Regions from separate parts of the Zea mays genome. Here all the other regions are linked to region 2. The links are chromatin contacts, called in public Hi-C maps. All regions are on one chromosome and are shown on one strand. The core of a region is the stretch at or near the end of the contact, and the rest is flanking DNA. Distances in the headings are between cores, read along the strand shown.

Region 1 (4,983 bases), core at 2,300-4,799, 490 kb after region 2:
ACTGGAAACAGGAGAAATCGAATTGGAGAAGAAATGGATTTGTTCAGCCAAGGTCAGCTCTGTCTGAGTGCACCGGACTGTCCGGTGGTGCACCGGACTGTCCGGTGGTGCACCGGACAGTGTCTGGTGCCCCAGGCTGGCTCAGGCGAACTTGCTGCTCTCGGGAAGAAATTAACGGCGTACGGCTATAATTCACCGGACTGTCCGGTGTGCACCGGACAGTGTCCGATGAGCCAACGGTCGGCCGCTTAATCCGGGCGCGACGCGTGGCCGAGCCAACGGCTAGAAGGGGGCACCGGACAGTGTCCGGTGCGCCAACAGCTCCAAGGCGCCAACGGTCGGCTTCGCCAAATAAGGAAAGAGATCCGCACCGGACAGTGTCCGGTGCGCCAGGCGACAGAAGGCAAGAATTGCTTTCCCGGATTGCTCTCAACGGCTCCTAGCTGCCTTGGGGCTATAAAAGGGACCCCTAGGCGCATGGAGGATGACACCAAGCATTCTCTAAGCATTCCTTGAGCACTCTTGATCACTCACACTCCATTCTTGCGCACTTGTTCAACATTCTAGTGATTTGAGCTCCGTTCTAGTGTGTTAGTCTTTTGAGCTTAAGTCTGGGTCTTGTGTGTGCGTATTTGCTGTGATCTTTGTGTCTTGTGTGAGTTGCTAATCCCTCCCTTACTCCGTGCTTCTTTGTGAACATCTTTGTAAGGGCGAGAGACTCCAAGTTGTGGAGATTCCTCGCGAACGGGATTAAGAAAAGCAAAGCAAAACACTGTGGTATTCAAGTGGGTCCTTGGACCGCTTGAGAGGGGTTGATTGCAACCCTCGTCCGTTGGGACGCCACAACGTGGAGTAGGCAAGCGTTGGTCTTTGGCCGAACCACGGGATAACCACCGTGCCATCTCTGTGATTGATATCTTTGTGGTTATTGTGTTTTGTTGAGACTCCTCTCTAGCCACTTGGCGATTATTGTGCTAACGCTTAACTAAGTTTTTGTGGCTTAAGTTTTTAAGTTATTCAGGATCACCTATTCACCCCCCCCCCCCCCCTCTAGGTGCTCTCAGTAAGAATGTAAGGTGCATATTAGGTTCAAACATTTTATGCCTGAAAACTTAAGTGAGAAAATGATGCACAAAGTGATTGCCTCGGTGTTAGCTCATCATGGTGAACCAATATTAAGAAGTATGTAAATACCAACATGTTGTGGGGTCCAATGTTTGTTATATAAAGCTCCAGTTATATGAAGCTTAGTGCCTTGGATAGAATGATGCTTTCTGAGACTACTTACTATGGTGATACTTATACTCTTGCCAATTAAGAGAAGTCCCTACATTATGTACACTAACATCCTAACAAAACTGGAAGTAGTATAAAAATCGGATGCAATTAAATCCAAACAAAATGAATCAATATTTACTGAAAGTGAAAAGAATAATAATGAAAAGTGAGAACATACCACTGGGCGTATTTTCTTGTACAAGCTATAAGTTAATACAGGAGGAAACTTCGCAAGCACATTGCCGATTGCATCACTCCTCACACCAATATCAATTAAAAATTGTACCTAAAATATATGTTTGTATAGCAAACTTCAGTACATCAAGTTATAATAGCAAAAATATAAGGAAACACTTAGTCTTATTGAAGATTTTAAGAGTTTAACAAATAACAGAATGTTAACACAGCAGCTTAACAAATCAAAACATCATTCTGTGAATAACACAAATTGAAGAAGTGTGTCAACTGTCAAAGTAACTAAGAGATTACCTTTGGTGCAATCACTGTCTCCAAATCAAGACAGAATATTGTAGGTTGGACCATCAACATTCGCTTCATGCCATCCCGTGAAATGTTAAGGTGATACAGGTATTTCACAAGAGGCTTCCACCTTTCTTCAATGCTACAGGCCATGAGTTGTGGCTTGAAAGCCAGTAACCTCCCAAGTTCCTCAGTACTTAAACCAAACTCTTTCAGATATTGAACCTGTGACCAACAATGCTATTTCATGAACAACTAAAAAAAATAGATATCAAGACTCGAGAACTGAAAAGTATATTAGCAACTTTATTAGTTCCAGAAGTACAAGGAACGTAATCCTAACAAGTTCATCTGTTCCACTAGATGGTTGATATCATATGGCACTCTAAACTTGAGTTCTACACCAATCAGCATTTCCACACTATACTAAAAGAAAGGAAAAAGATTGTGACATCATTTTTGTTGAGCCCTCACTTTTTTATTGAACAGATACAACTCAGACTAAACCATTCAGAATATCAAATAGACTCTTGCCCATAGCAAGCGGCGATAAATAAAATGCAGAAAAGGAAAGGTCGATCTACAAATCTACAATGTGCAGCAAAAATATCATAGAACTGAACTAAATATAAAGCAAACACCTTACTGTTCATCTCTTCCAGGCTTAAAAATCCAAGAACTCTTGGATAATCATAGACCATTGTGCCAAAGTCCTTCTTGTCCATTCCCAAATCCGTATAAAACCTGACTCGTGTCTCCAACTCATCCATAGACAAGCTCAACAGCTGTGGGCATCTGCTGATCACATAACCAATCCAGTCTCTCCTGACACCAAGGCTTTCCAAATAGCCAATAATCTCTTCCAATTCTTCAAAGCTCCGGTTCAAGAAAGATCCACCGTTTGCAAGGACACGCCCCAAAAAATCTCCTTTTACATAAATTGACCTAAGCCACTTTATCATCTTTCTAACTTTCCCCAAATCGCCAGAACATGCGCAAACAACTTTTGCGATCTGGGGATATGTCATCGAGTTGTGCTTGAACCACCTGAAGTAGGCAATGTAGTAACCTCAATACTGATCAGGTAACTAGCCACAGTTTTATGATTTGCAATGTTTCTGATGGTTGAATAATCACAATTATTGTGCATACTGCATACTGAACAGACATAATTCGAAGAAATATATGGAAGAAGCAAAGTGATGGTCTTTACTTGACAAGCTCCACAAGGCCGGACTCCTGGATGTACGCCTTTGCACGGGCGTTGAAGGACATGTGGGCGAGCTCGGGGCGGTCCCGCCGCATCGCTGCGGCCTCGACAACAACGCGGTCCACGAACGGCCCCATCCGCCCCGTGAGGTTCTTGATGTAGGTCAGGCCGCCGACCTTCCCGCCGCCGAGCGCGGCAACGAGCACCTCGGCGGCGACGGCGCGGCGCACCTGGAGGGCGCGAAGCAGGACGGCGTACTCCGCCTCGTTAGAGGCAGAGGCGGTGCTTGTTGGGGAGGAGACCGAGCCCGGGAAGCGGTGCTCGCGGCGCGGCGCGAGGGAGGCGCCCTCGGCGGCGAGGAGCGCGGCGGAGGGGGGCGGAGCCGGGGGCGGGAGGACCGGGTGGGTCGCGGCGGTGGTGTTCTGGAGGCGCGATACGGCGACGAAGGAGGGAAGGCGGCGGCGGGAACGGGGGCAGGGGCGGCGGCGGGAGGTGGGACTGGGCGTGTGGAGCGGGAGGTGAAGGCGGGAGTGCGGGAGAGCGGCGGCCATTGGAGCTCTGAGTGGGAAACTGAGGTGGAGGTGGAGCGGGGGTTTACCTTCGAAGTCCTATCCATACTCTCGTATTTTGTTTTTGTTTTTTGTTTTTAAATTGACTGAAAACATCTCTGGTTTTTTTGGGCGCGTGAAAAATGTGAACATTTTAAAGGGTGTTTAGTTTCTATAAACTAATTTTTGATTTCTTCATTTTATTTTATTTTAGGCTCTAAATTATTTTATTTTATTTTAATCCCTAAATTACTAAATATAAGAACTAAAATAATTTTTTAGTTTTCGTATTTGATAATTTAGGAACTAAAATAAAATAAAATAAAATAGAGATACTAAAAATTAGTTCTTAGAAACCAAACATCCCTTAAACAGGCTCTAAACTTTGATAATTATGTGCCTTATTTAGTGGCAAGTGTCTAATCAACTTCATATTCATCATTTCAGGGTAAATCCGGTCACCCATTTAAGGTTAAGGTCTTGCTCGTTTGTGTCGGATTGGACCCGAAATCGTTCCAGCTAATCGAAGTTTATATAAATTAGAGAAGCAATCCGGTTAGGAATCGTTCCGACTCACTAATCCGGCACAAACGAACAAGGCCTAAGACCTTGTTCGATTATTCCAATTCCATATGGATTGAAGTGTATTAGAATGAGTTGAGATAGATTTTGACTTGCTATGGTTTTAAACCGACTCAATATCAGTCAATCCACATGTATTAAAGGTAAAACAAATAAGCCCTAAAGCAATAACATAATTACAACACATAGGTAATTATTTTTCCTAATAAAAGATGGCAAAAGCTTTAGTGTGATTTTTATCAAGAGGGAACTAAACCAAGTGTCCGTGAAGTGTTTTAGAAAGAAAAACCCAGACTAGAAAATCAAACAATAAGTACTAATTTGGGAACCATATTTTTCCAAAGGATTTCTATTTTCTTAAGGAAAATTAGTTCATTTTTCTTTAGAAAAATAGAAATCTAATTGGAAAAATGGAGTTCCCAAACTAACCATAAGTACGGGTGCTCCACGAATCCCAAAATTGTGAGATCTACTTGGAGCCATTTTAATAAGAGATTGCCGATGGCGGGGAAAAAGTACTTGGGGAAGTGTATGTATTTTGTAGCAAACATGATATTTCCAAGTAGTAAACGGAGGAGGCTTATATTGATCCGACTATACCAAAAAAAATGGAATTGCCAACCAGCATCATTTTCAAGTTGATTGTTTTAATGAGGCTATTGATTGGCTCCTACAAATCAATTGCTTGTATGTTACAAATTGATAAGTCTAGCTGAATTGCATCCAAGTGACTTTGATTCTAATGATCTGAGTGATCTTAACACAGAACTTTTTCTTTGCGTAGATGATGTGCAGCAAGATGATAGATTTGTCAATCTGCAAACCATTGCTGAGCTCTCCAAAAAAATGGTAAAAACAAGAAAAAAAATCTTACATATCATTTGG
Region 2 (4,606 bases), core at 1,758-4,257:
AATTGAACTTCTCTTCTCCATTATCCCTGTAAATGGTTTAGCACAGACCATTGCTTCTTCTTTTTTACTTTCCAGAAGCTACATATGTCTATAATATCATCTCAGATGAAAGGCAAGAGATGCCAAATTTACTTCTTTATATTTGACGATAAATAGAAAGAGTTAGTGCAAATTTAGGGGATGTTTGGTTCCCACCTCCTAAACTTCAGTGACACTTTTAGTTCCTAAAATACCAAACAGGGTGACTAAGGGGGTGTTTGGTTTCTAGGGACTAATGTTTAGTCCCTTCATTTTATTCCTTTTTAGTGTATAAATTGATAAATATAGAAACTAAAATAAAGTTTTAGTTTCTATATTTGGTAATTTTGGAACTAAAATGGAATAAAATCTAGGGACTAAACATTAGTCCCTAGAAACCAAACACCCCTTAAAATAAGTCTTCCAAATAGTATTTCTAAGGACTAAAGTTTAGTCCCTAAAGTTTATAGGAATGGCTAAAGGAACCAAACACCCTCTTACTAACTCAGTTTGCAGGATACAACAAGAACTTCCTGGCTGAGAAAAAAAGAAACTGCCAAACATGACGGTTCAGGTGTACACTCACACACTCAACACCAGATGTGCTATTTTATTTCATCAGGGACAGAGCACAAGTCTAAAGGGATTCAAGTTCTGGAACTCTCGTGTTGAAACTTGAACAAGAACGTAATAATGAACTAAAGTGAGAATCTACCAATACAAACTCATCACGGTGAACAAGAACGGCCACACAGTCCAAGCTAAGCCTTCTAAGCAATTCACGCAAAAAGGTCGGACATCAAGTACCAACAGGAATGTCAAACCTGTTTTCTTCCCGTTCTGTGGTTACTTCCCTTACACCAGACGCTTCAAAAGAGTGGGGATTATCGACTCCCTCATCATCCAACTCAACAACGTTCTCTATAACCAGTATTCGGTCTGTATATGCAAGCTTTATGAACATTGTCATCTTCCATGTGCTTCGGAGCAGTAGAGAGAGCTCCGAGCTCTCTTCACAAACATGTATTGTGCTAGTCTCTTGTCTGAAAAAAAAAAACATATAATCATCCATCAAGCTGCCTCTACAAGACTACAAGAATCTAGGTTTGAGAAACTTTCGACTGGGTGAATCAAATTGAATTATGGATGCCAAACCTTTGTAATTGAGATTGTAGAGCATCCACAAGGGCTAGGAGATTTTCCTTTTCTTTGATGGCAGACTCAAGTCGGCTCATGGCTTCTTTTATGCCGATGTCACCATTTGCTGCTTAGACCCTAGCTTTCTCTTCAGCTCTGACAACAGCTGCTTCTAGAATTGCAGCATTTCCTCTAGCTTTTCCTAGCTCTGAGCGCCACATCTGAGCTTCTTGAAGAGCAGAATCTCTCTCTGTAAGCAAACGATCTCTCTCTCCGACAAGAAACTTTGCTTTCTCCTCCGATTTCCTTAACTGAAACAAAAAATACAGACAACTTCAAATATTTTTGTTGACATGAACCATGCTCATGGTGGCCTGAATCTAGTTAATCCATAGCTCTGTAACAACTGATAGGCATTAGAAGATATGTGCACTGCATGCGACTGCTACCCTAAGCGAAGATGCTTCAACTTGTTTCTCATGGTCTTGTTTCAGACGTTCAAGTTCTAACGTAAAAAAATATTCTCTCTTCATCAATTGAACGTGCTGCAGAAGCAGCAGTTTCAGCTGCTTCTGCAGTCTCCTGTAATTTAAACGCGGTTTCATTGATGGTAGAATCACGTGCGCGAATATCCTGCAGTAATTGGTGGAGTCTTTAACTCCAAGGGTCTCCTGTTGTCCGCAGATGCATTACCATTGCCACGAAAATAGAAACAAGAAAACAATTTCAGTATGAGCAGACCACAGAGTTATCTATCATATGAGCAGTGAATGCTTTGTTATAGTTGTTAAGTTTATTATCAACATTTGCATCACAGGATTACAGATCAGTTTACAGTCAGTCACAGCAAATTCAGTATGCCAGGAAATTGGCTGGTAACTGACAGAATTCCTGTTGATTTAGCAATACTTATGCTATTTCCGCCAAAAAAAAAGTTGTCATCTATACAAAGTAGTATAGCATCTCACAGTGCAGAGATGGTTTCAGAAACTATAGGACAAACCATTTGCTGGTTTCCAGAGCAGAGCAGTCTTATGAATATCAGCAACTCTAGCATTCACTCCTCGGTTACTGAATCTTAATTCATGTACTCTTTATGTACAGGTAGTATACAGAAGAGCGTACCGTCGTTACTGTGAGATCATCTAACTGACCTTTGGCAAGTTTATTTGTAGTCGAGCCCAAAGCTGCCAATAGGGAAATCTTCACTGCGGCTTCTACCTCATTTTGCATGACCATTCTCGCTCAATGAATAATTCACGGCCTCCTTATGTACCAACTGAGTTGACAGGTAAGCAATGACCAAATGTTAACTAAGAGCAACTCCAATAGTTATGTAAATTTTAGCTCTCTAAATCACAGATTTAAGAAGTTGCTAAATGGCTTTTGGAGTAAAAAAATGTGAGTTCTCCAATAGTTCTCTAAATATAGGTTGTAATTTTGTTTTGTATTTATCCACATAAAAAATAAGTCACAAAAACTATATAATGCAGCCAACATTTTTGTTTAGGGAGTTGTTAAATGGTTGCCAAATGTAGAGAGAAAATGAGGTTAGATGACAAGTTGTTAAATTTAGAAAGTTCATTTAGAGAACTGTTGGAGAATAGTTTTCATATTAACTACCTAAATTATTGATTTAGGAAGTCTTTTAGAGAACTACTGGAGTTGCTCTAAGAGCTTGGATTCGTAGCTGCTGTTTGTGGCAGTCATTTTTAGCGATCCTAGTACGAAAGAGACAGGGAACCTGAACCAAACTGGATTGCAGGAAGGAGGGGACAAATGGGCGTCGGATCGCCAGGAGAGGGCCCTGGAGGAGGAGGTGCCCGCCCGGTGGAGGTGGATGAGAGCTGGCGCCGCGCCCGGTGCAGGCTGCTCTTCACCTCGCGCACCACCTGCTGCGGCCCGGCGGCACACGCGACGCAGGAGCGAGGAGCAGGACAAATTTCCCGGCTTTCTGTTAGATCCCAGCTCAAACGATAGGGAAAACGCGAGGGACTCGCCAGCGTCTGTTACGCGTTGTTTGTTCGTGGTGAGGGCTCGACCGATCGATCACGTTATTATGTGTGTGTATATATAGATCGATAGATCCGGCCTCACGGATGCCCCACACCGAGATTCATCCAATCCGCCGCCGCCGCCGCCGCCGAAACATGGAAGCGATCCTGATGGCCGACGACGAAGACTGGGTTTACGTCCTCTCACCTGAGGAGAGGGTGGAGGCTGTTGCTGTCGCCGTTGAGGAGACGGTGGACGAGGAAGTGGAGGCTGTTGCTGTCGCCATTGAGGAGACGGTGGACGAGGATGTGGAGGATGTTGCTGTCGCCGTTGAGGAGACAGTGGACGAGGATATGGAGGATGTTGCCGTTGAGGAGACGGTGGAGGAGGACGCGGAAGCTGTTGCCGTTGCCGACGCCGTCACCGTGACCGTCACCGCCGCCATTGCAGGAGAGGACAATCCACAGGACGCCGCCGCCGCCGAGGAGCAGGAGGAGAGCGACGAGGAGGAGGAGGAAGCGAAGGTCGGAGCGCAGCCAGCGGCGGAAGAGCTCCTGCCCAACATCGACGAGCAAGGAGAAGACGAGGAGCCGGCGGCTGCCCTCGACGACGTCTTGCCGTATCTTCTGTACCACTACTTCGGCTACCGCGGCGCGTACGGCCCCGCTACACGATCTGGGTACGGCTACTACTACTACGGCGGCGAGGCTACAGGATCTGGTTACGGCTACAGCGAGACGTACCGGTACCTGCCGGGATACGAGACGATGGTGGTGTACCAGGCGCCGCCACATGCCTTCAGCGCCAGCTTCTTGTACCCGTACGGGTACCCGGGCCCCGCGTACGTGCCGTCGGTCCGTCGCCGTCGAGCCGTCCTCGCACGCCGTGGCTCCTACGCAGCCGGAGCCCGGATCTTGGCATTAGTCATGATTTAAATTCAGTTTTTTTTAGAGTAGTAGTAGTAGTATACAACAGATAAGACTTTGCTAGGGTCGATTTGATGGATCGAATTTAAGTGTCGTTATTGTTTCGTGTGCAAACTGCGGTTAATACAAATAGATCGTGAGTTTTCACCATGCTGTTTGTGCATTCTGTCACTTGTTCCGTGTCGTCGCAGCCCTCTACTCTACTAGAGTGTACAGACCTGAGCCCAACATCATTCTTTCAATTTAATTGCTATATCAGCAGTGATATCGTATTCTCGTTCTATCATGTGCTTTACTTCCTGTATGACATTTAATTAAGTGCCCACAAAAGGGTGTTATACCCATTCCAATTTAAAGAAAAGTCACAAAAGACTTTCCATAAATCAACACGGATGATGACAACGTAAGTGATCATAGAAATATATCTAGGGCCTGTTTGGTTCGACTTTTTTCTGACCAGCTTTTCTAAAAATCTGGCTGTAGGGATAATCTGAGTATCATTACGATTACGTGTGGAGGAAGATAAAGTT
Region 3 (4,895 bases), core at 2,155-4,654, 410 kb before region 2:
TTGTTTGGAGTGTAGTGGTGTGAGCCGTCTGTCCGAGTGCACTGGCTGTCTGGATCTGCATTGTGCTGTATTCTTCCAGTGAGTCCACACCGTGTATAACTATTAGCTTCTTTTAGTAAAATGCTAAGTCAATATGATGTCTCAATTTTTTGCTTTTTTATAAACTGCTAAGTCAATATGTTGTCTCATTATGTTCTAACGTAAATGCTAATCAATTACTCCCTCCGTCCTAGTATATAAGGCATAACCACTTTTTATTCTAGTCTCATAATATAATATGTGATCTTTCTAGACATGCGTACATTGATGCAGTAGTATAGAGAGAATTAAATATATTTTTTTAGTTTTTGAACCAGAGCTGGTTACGCCTTATATACTGGGACGGAGGGAGTGGATTAATCAGATTGGATCTCCACCTATTTCCTGTTCCATCTTAATTGAAAAGGTACTATATGTGTAACTCTACTGGGTTCCCAATCTGATTCGGTTCATGCTATTTTGCTGTCCAGAGGGCTGTTCTTGAGCCAGCAATGCAAGGAAAAGACATGATTGGCCGTGCTCGAACAGGGACTGGGAAGACCCTGGCTTTTGGTATTCCTATCATGGACAAGATCCTAAGCTACAACGAGAAGACTGGGTTCGTTTCTCTTTCACATGTGGAATTCTTTTAATTTATCTACCAGGGAGATAGAATATATTGTAATAATTGCATAGTACGATGCATGCAGAAATGGCAGGAATCCTTTAGCCATAATCTTGGCACCAACAAGAGAACTTGCTCGGCAGGTTGAGAAGGAGTTTAGAGAATCTGCTCCCTTGGACACCCTCTGTGTATATGGAGGTGTTCCTATCAATCAGCAAATGAGAGCTCTTAACTATGGTGTTGACATAGTGGTCGGAACACCAGGTCGAGTTATTGACCTTCTGAGAAGGGGTGTTTTAAACCTTTCACAGATCCAGTTTGTGGTCCTAGATGAAGCTGATCAAATGCTGGCTGTGGGTTTCGATGAAGATGTTGAGGTGATCATGGAGCAATTGCCACAGAATCGTCAAAGCATGCTGTTCTCTGCAACAATGCCTAGTTGGATAAGAAAAATTTCGAACAAGTACTTAAAGGATCCAGTTATAATTGACCTTGTGAGTGACTTCTTTTATTATTTGCGTGTGATTTTTGTCTTACTTTCTCTAGCTTGTCTTGTGACAATCGTGCATTCTTTTGTATGCATGTATATATGAAGTCCTGCATTGAATAGATCTTCCTGGGTCTAGAAACATTGCTGAAGCATCTGATGAACACCAACACTTTCATTTATAAAAAGTATACCAAATCAGCACCTGGACATTATCTGGATTTCTTCTCAGCACAGCAATGGTACATTTTAAGGGGGCATTCCCTGACATTTGCTTCCCTTCTTTCTCAGGTTGGTGACTCAGATCAGAAATTACCTGAAGGAATCTCTCTCTATTCCATTGCCTCTGATAACTTCGGGAAGCCTTCAATTATTGGTCCCTTGATTAAAGTGAGTATCCCTCCTAAATGCACATGTGTTTTATGATTTACATGCCAAAAAACAGTACATAACCATTTCCCCACTCATGTCATTAGGAGCATGCCAATGGTGGAAAATGCATTGTGTTTACTCAAACTAAACGGGAAGCAGATAGATTGGCATATGTCATGGGAAGGAGTTATCAGTGCCAGGCACTGCATGGGGATATTTCACAGAATCAAAGAGAGAGGACACTTTCAGGATTTCGTGATGGTCGTTTTAATATCCTTGTGGCAACTGATGTCGCAGCTCGTGGATTGGACATACCCAACGTTGATCTAGTGAGTGACCTGGGGTATACTATGTGCAAATATTTATCACAAACTTTTTTTGTCGTCCAGAAAATATGTCTGCTGACTCTTTTTGTGAGCATAGTTTTGAGTTTCCCCCCTTATATATTCAGGTGGTACATTATGAGATCCCAAATACATCGGAGTTATTTGTTCACAGATCTGGGAGAACTGCACGAGCAGGGAAGAAAGGCAGTGCAATTCTAATATACACGTATGAACAGACTAGAGCTGTAAGGGTCATCGAGCAAGATATAGGATGCAGGTTCACAGAGGTAGAGTACTTCAGGAACCAAGCTATCGAATCCTCATGAAGTTGTTTTTGTAGTTGAGATGAAATGTGGAAAACTTATCCACTTCCTTTTTTTTGCCGCTTGCAGCTTCCGAAGATGCCAGTTTCAGACGAGGCTGCAGACATGTTTAATGTCATGAGAGATACTCGCTCTAGATCAGTTGGAAGCAGAAGAACAGGTGGACCTTTTAGCCGTGAAGGTTATGGTGACTTTGAAGACCATCGTTCCAGAGGCTTCGGTGATTTTGAGAGATTTGGTGGTTCCTCTGACCGCGGCGGTGGATTCCGTGACTCAGGTTCAAGGTACCACGGTGGATCTGGAGGTTTCAGACGATCTTCCAGTGACTTTGGCAGGCCTAGCTTCAGTCGTTCTGATAGATTTGGCGACTTTGGAGACAGTGATTTCAGCAGACGTGGTAACGCTGACTTTGGGCGTTCCCGGAGCTCTGATGATTCAGGCTCCTCACGTTATCCAAGAGGCTATGGTGGTTCTGGCACGTCAGATTCCGGCAACTTCGGTGGCTTCAAGGGTTCCAAGTGATGAATCGGATAGGGTTTTCTTGTACAGTTCTGAACCTTTTCTAACACCTGTTGTATGTTCCTTCCCTGACCAAACCAGTAGCACTTGATTCACCCGTTGTTTCACGAGTAGTTTGGTGTTGTAGGCCTGTAGGGTTCTTTCAGAACTTCTGCACTTCTGATACAAGGTTGTTTCAGAACCTGCATCACTGTATGCTCTGATTCTGTTCTCTTTAAGGGTTGATTTGGTGACAAGGAGATCCTGAGAGGATTGGAGGGGATTGAGGGGGAAATAAACTAATTTCCTCCTCAATTCCCTCCGATCCTCCCAGAATCCCGGGTCACCAAATCAGCCCTAATAATCCTACGAAAGGATGGCTTTTGGTTTCTGTTCATGTACATGGAAATATTTGCAATTTCGCCACTCCCAACTGTTGACACTTTGCTATTTTGCTATCTCTGTCTATGATTTGTGGGTCCATGTCTATGATTTATGGACCGGTGTCAAATTAGCAAAGACCACTGCCGATGGTGTATTGCTTGTAGATCTGTTCCATGATCTCAACTGTCACAGAACACAGAACTTCTGCGATATATGATTGATTTTCCTAAAAGAATGAATTTGTTCTCCATCTATTCATCTAACATGGAAATGTTCTGTTTCAGGTTAAATCTTAAATCCTCCCGGGGAGCCTGGAGGCCAGATATTTTTACCAACGACCACAAGCGCAGATGGGCTAGCCCAAAATCGTCCAGGGCCCAAGAAAACGAACAAAAGTGCACGGGCTTCCTCTTTCCTGCCAGGAGAGGCACCCACGACGGCGACGCATTGGATTGGCTTGGGACAGAACGAGCGACGGCGAGGAGACGGCGATAAGATTTGCTACACCTCGGACTGTAGCTGGGAGACTGCACGAACGGCGGCGTCCACGAGTCACGAGGAGCCCAGAGGCTTCTTCACAGCAGCAGCGGCAGGTCCGCTGATGCCAGACTCCCCCCAGCTCCACCAACCGCCTCCCCCTCCCGCGCCGCCGCCGGCCAGCGCAACACCAGCCGCGCCAGCGGCAGCAAATGCGCAACCCAAGCTGGTACTCCGCTGCCGCCCACCATTGCTTCTTCTATTCTCCTTTTCCGCGGGGGAAAAAAAAGTCGGATCTTTGATGAGGCTTTTGCTGCTGCTTGCATTGTTCCTTTTGTCCAGACTGCCGTGAAGCTGAGGATGATCATCAAGGGCGTGCTCGGGCGGTACCAGCGCTGGAACCCCGTGCACCCGACGGCCGGCACCTTCTGGGGTGTGGGGCTCGGCGTCGGCTGTGGCGTCGGCTGGGGCCCCGGCTTCGGGCCTGAGGTGATTGGGTACGTAGGCGCCGGGTGCGGCGTGGGGTTCAGCGTTGGGTTCACGCTCGCCGGCGTCGGCATCGGCCTGCCGCAGCACAGCCTCATCAGGAACCACGACCACGGTGGTAATTAGTCATGCTCTGTTATTGCGTCCCCTTCAATAAATAATCCATGTGCACCACGGTTGGTATTGGTGTACTAATTCTTGGATCCAGTGTGAGTTTCAGTTAGTGTAGTGCAGTAGTGCTTTTATTATCTCTACCTGATTGTTGTGAGAAATAGAATGGAAATATTTGGGCAAGTAGCAATCAATTAATTGGTGATTTGGTGGAAACAAATGTCTGTAGTTGGATATTCAGTCAACCATGCTTCACCTGTCCTTGCCAGTGTTAGTTGGTGCACATGATTTAGCAACCTGACAGTATGCTATCATTACTGATGCACAATTAGCAGGCCTCACCGCCTCAGTGCAGGCCCGATTATTTGTTGCTATTCCCGACCTTTGTGTACAAGCATCTGACACATGAATGACGGACAGATCTGCCTTCTGAATTTCACCTACAGGTTTTGCGAGCAGCGTCCCTGTTGATTCAGCGAGATTCTACGCCCTAACCATCATCAGAGGTCTGGTATGGGACGCCATCAGCTACGTGGGCAATGCAGCGGCTATGAGGAAAGAATCTCGACAGAAGCTTCCGAGGTTCCAGGACAGCCCTCAGGTTCCAGGAGGAGTTGATCTGCCGAAGCTGGGGAAGGGCGTGTCGAGTAGCATCCGGTCCACGGTAGAATGCATCAGGGCCTTCAAAGATCAGCGTTGGCCTCCTTAAAAGACTCGTTGGAAATCAAAGCTGGTTTCAAGTTGAATGGTACCGCCATGGGAACTTAAACATGGTGATATACAAGTTT

The links. A called contact is a pair of places that touch in the nucleus more often than the background predicts.
Region 1: a Hi-C map of ear shows a contact between it and region 2, with 2.2 times the contacts expected there. The contact joins the promoter of LOC100285805 here to the promoter of LOC103631933 in region 2. A contact is called at or near these places in 2 of 25 Hi-C or Micro-C datasets (ear and tassel).
Region 3: a Hi-C map of endosperm shows a contact between it and region 2, with 2.9 times the contacts expected there. The contact joins the promoter of LOC100191251 here to the promoter of LOC103631933 in region 2. A contact is called at or near these places in 2 of 25 Hi-C or Micro-C datasets (ear and endosperm).

The regions. Positions count from the first base shown.
Region 1 is chr7:4,225,306-4,230,288 of Zm-B73-REFERENCE-NAM-5.0, reverse strand. It overlaps LOC100285805, which reads right to left and starts at 3,549. Exons shown (of 6, transcript NM_001372336.1): 1 at 2,972-3,549; 2 at 2,400-2,805; 3 at 1,768-1,983; 4 at 1,457-1,564. The coding sequence starts at 3,519.
Region 2 is chr7:4,711,532-4,716,137 of Zm-B73-REFERENCE-NAM-5.0, reverse strand. It overlaps LOC103631933, which reads left to right and starts at 3,007. Exons shown (of 1, transcript XM_008653778.4): 1 at 3,007-4,226. The coding sequence starts at 3,255. The coding sequence ends at 4,085. It also overlaps the pseudogene LOC103633672.
Region 3 is chr7:5,118,939-5,123,833 of Zm-B73-REFERENCE-NAM-5.0, reverse strand. It overlaps LOC100191251, which reads left to right and starts at 3,404. Exons shown (of 2, transcript NM_001136685.1): 1 at 3,404-4,114; 2 at 4,554-4,895. The coding sequence starts at 3,871. The coding sequence ends at 4,816. LOC100281387 (nucleolar RNA helicase 2) reads left to right here. Exons shown (of 7, transcript NM_001154305.2): 2 at 510-637; 3 at 729-1,137; 4 at 1,422-1,520; 5 at 1,607-1,831; 6 at 1,954-2,115; 7 at 2,221-2,886. The coding sequence ends at 2,673.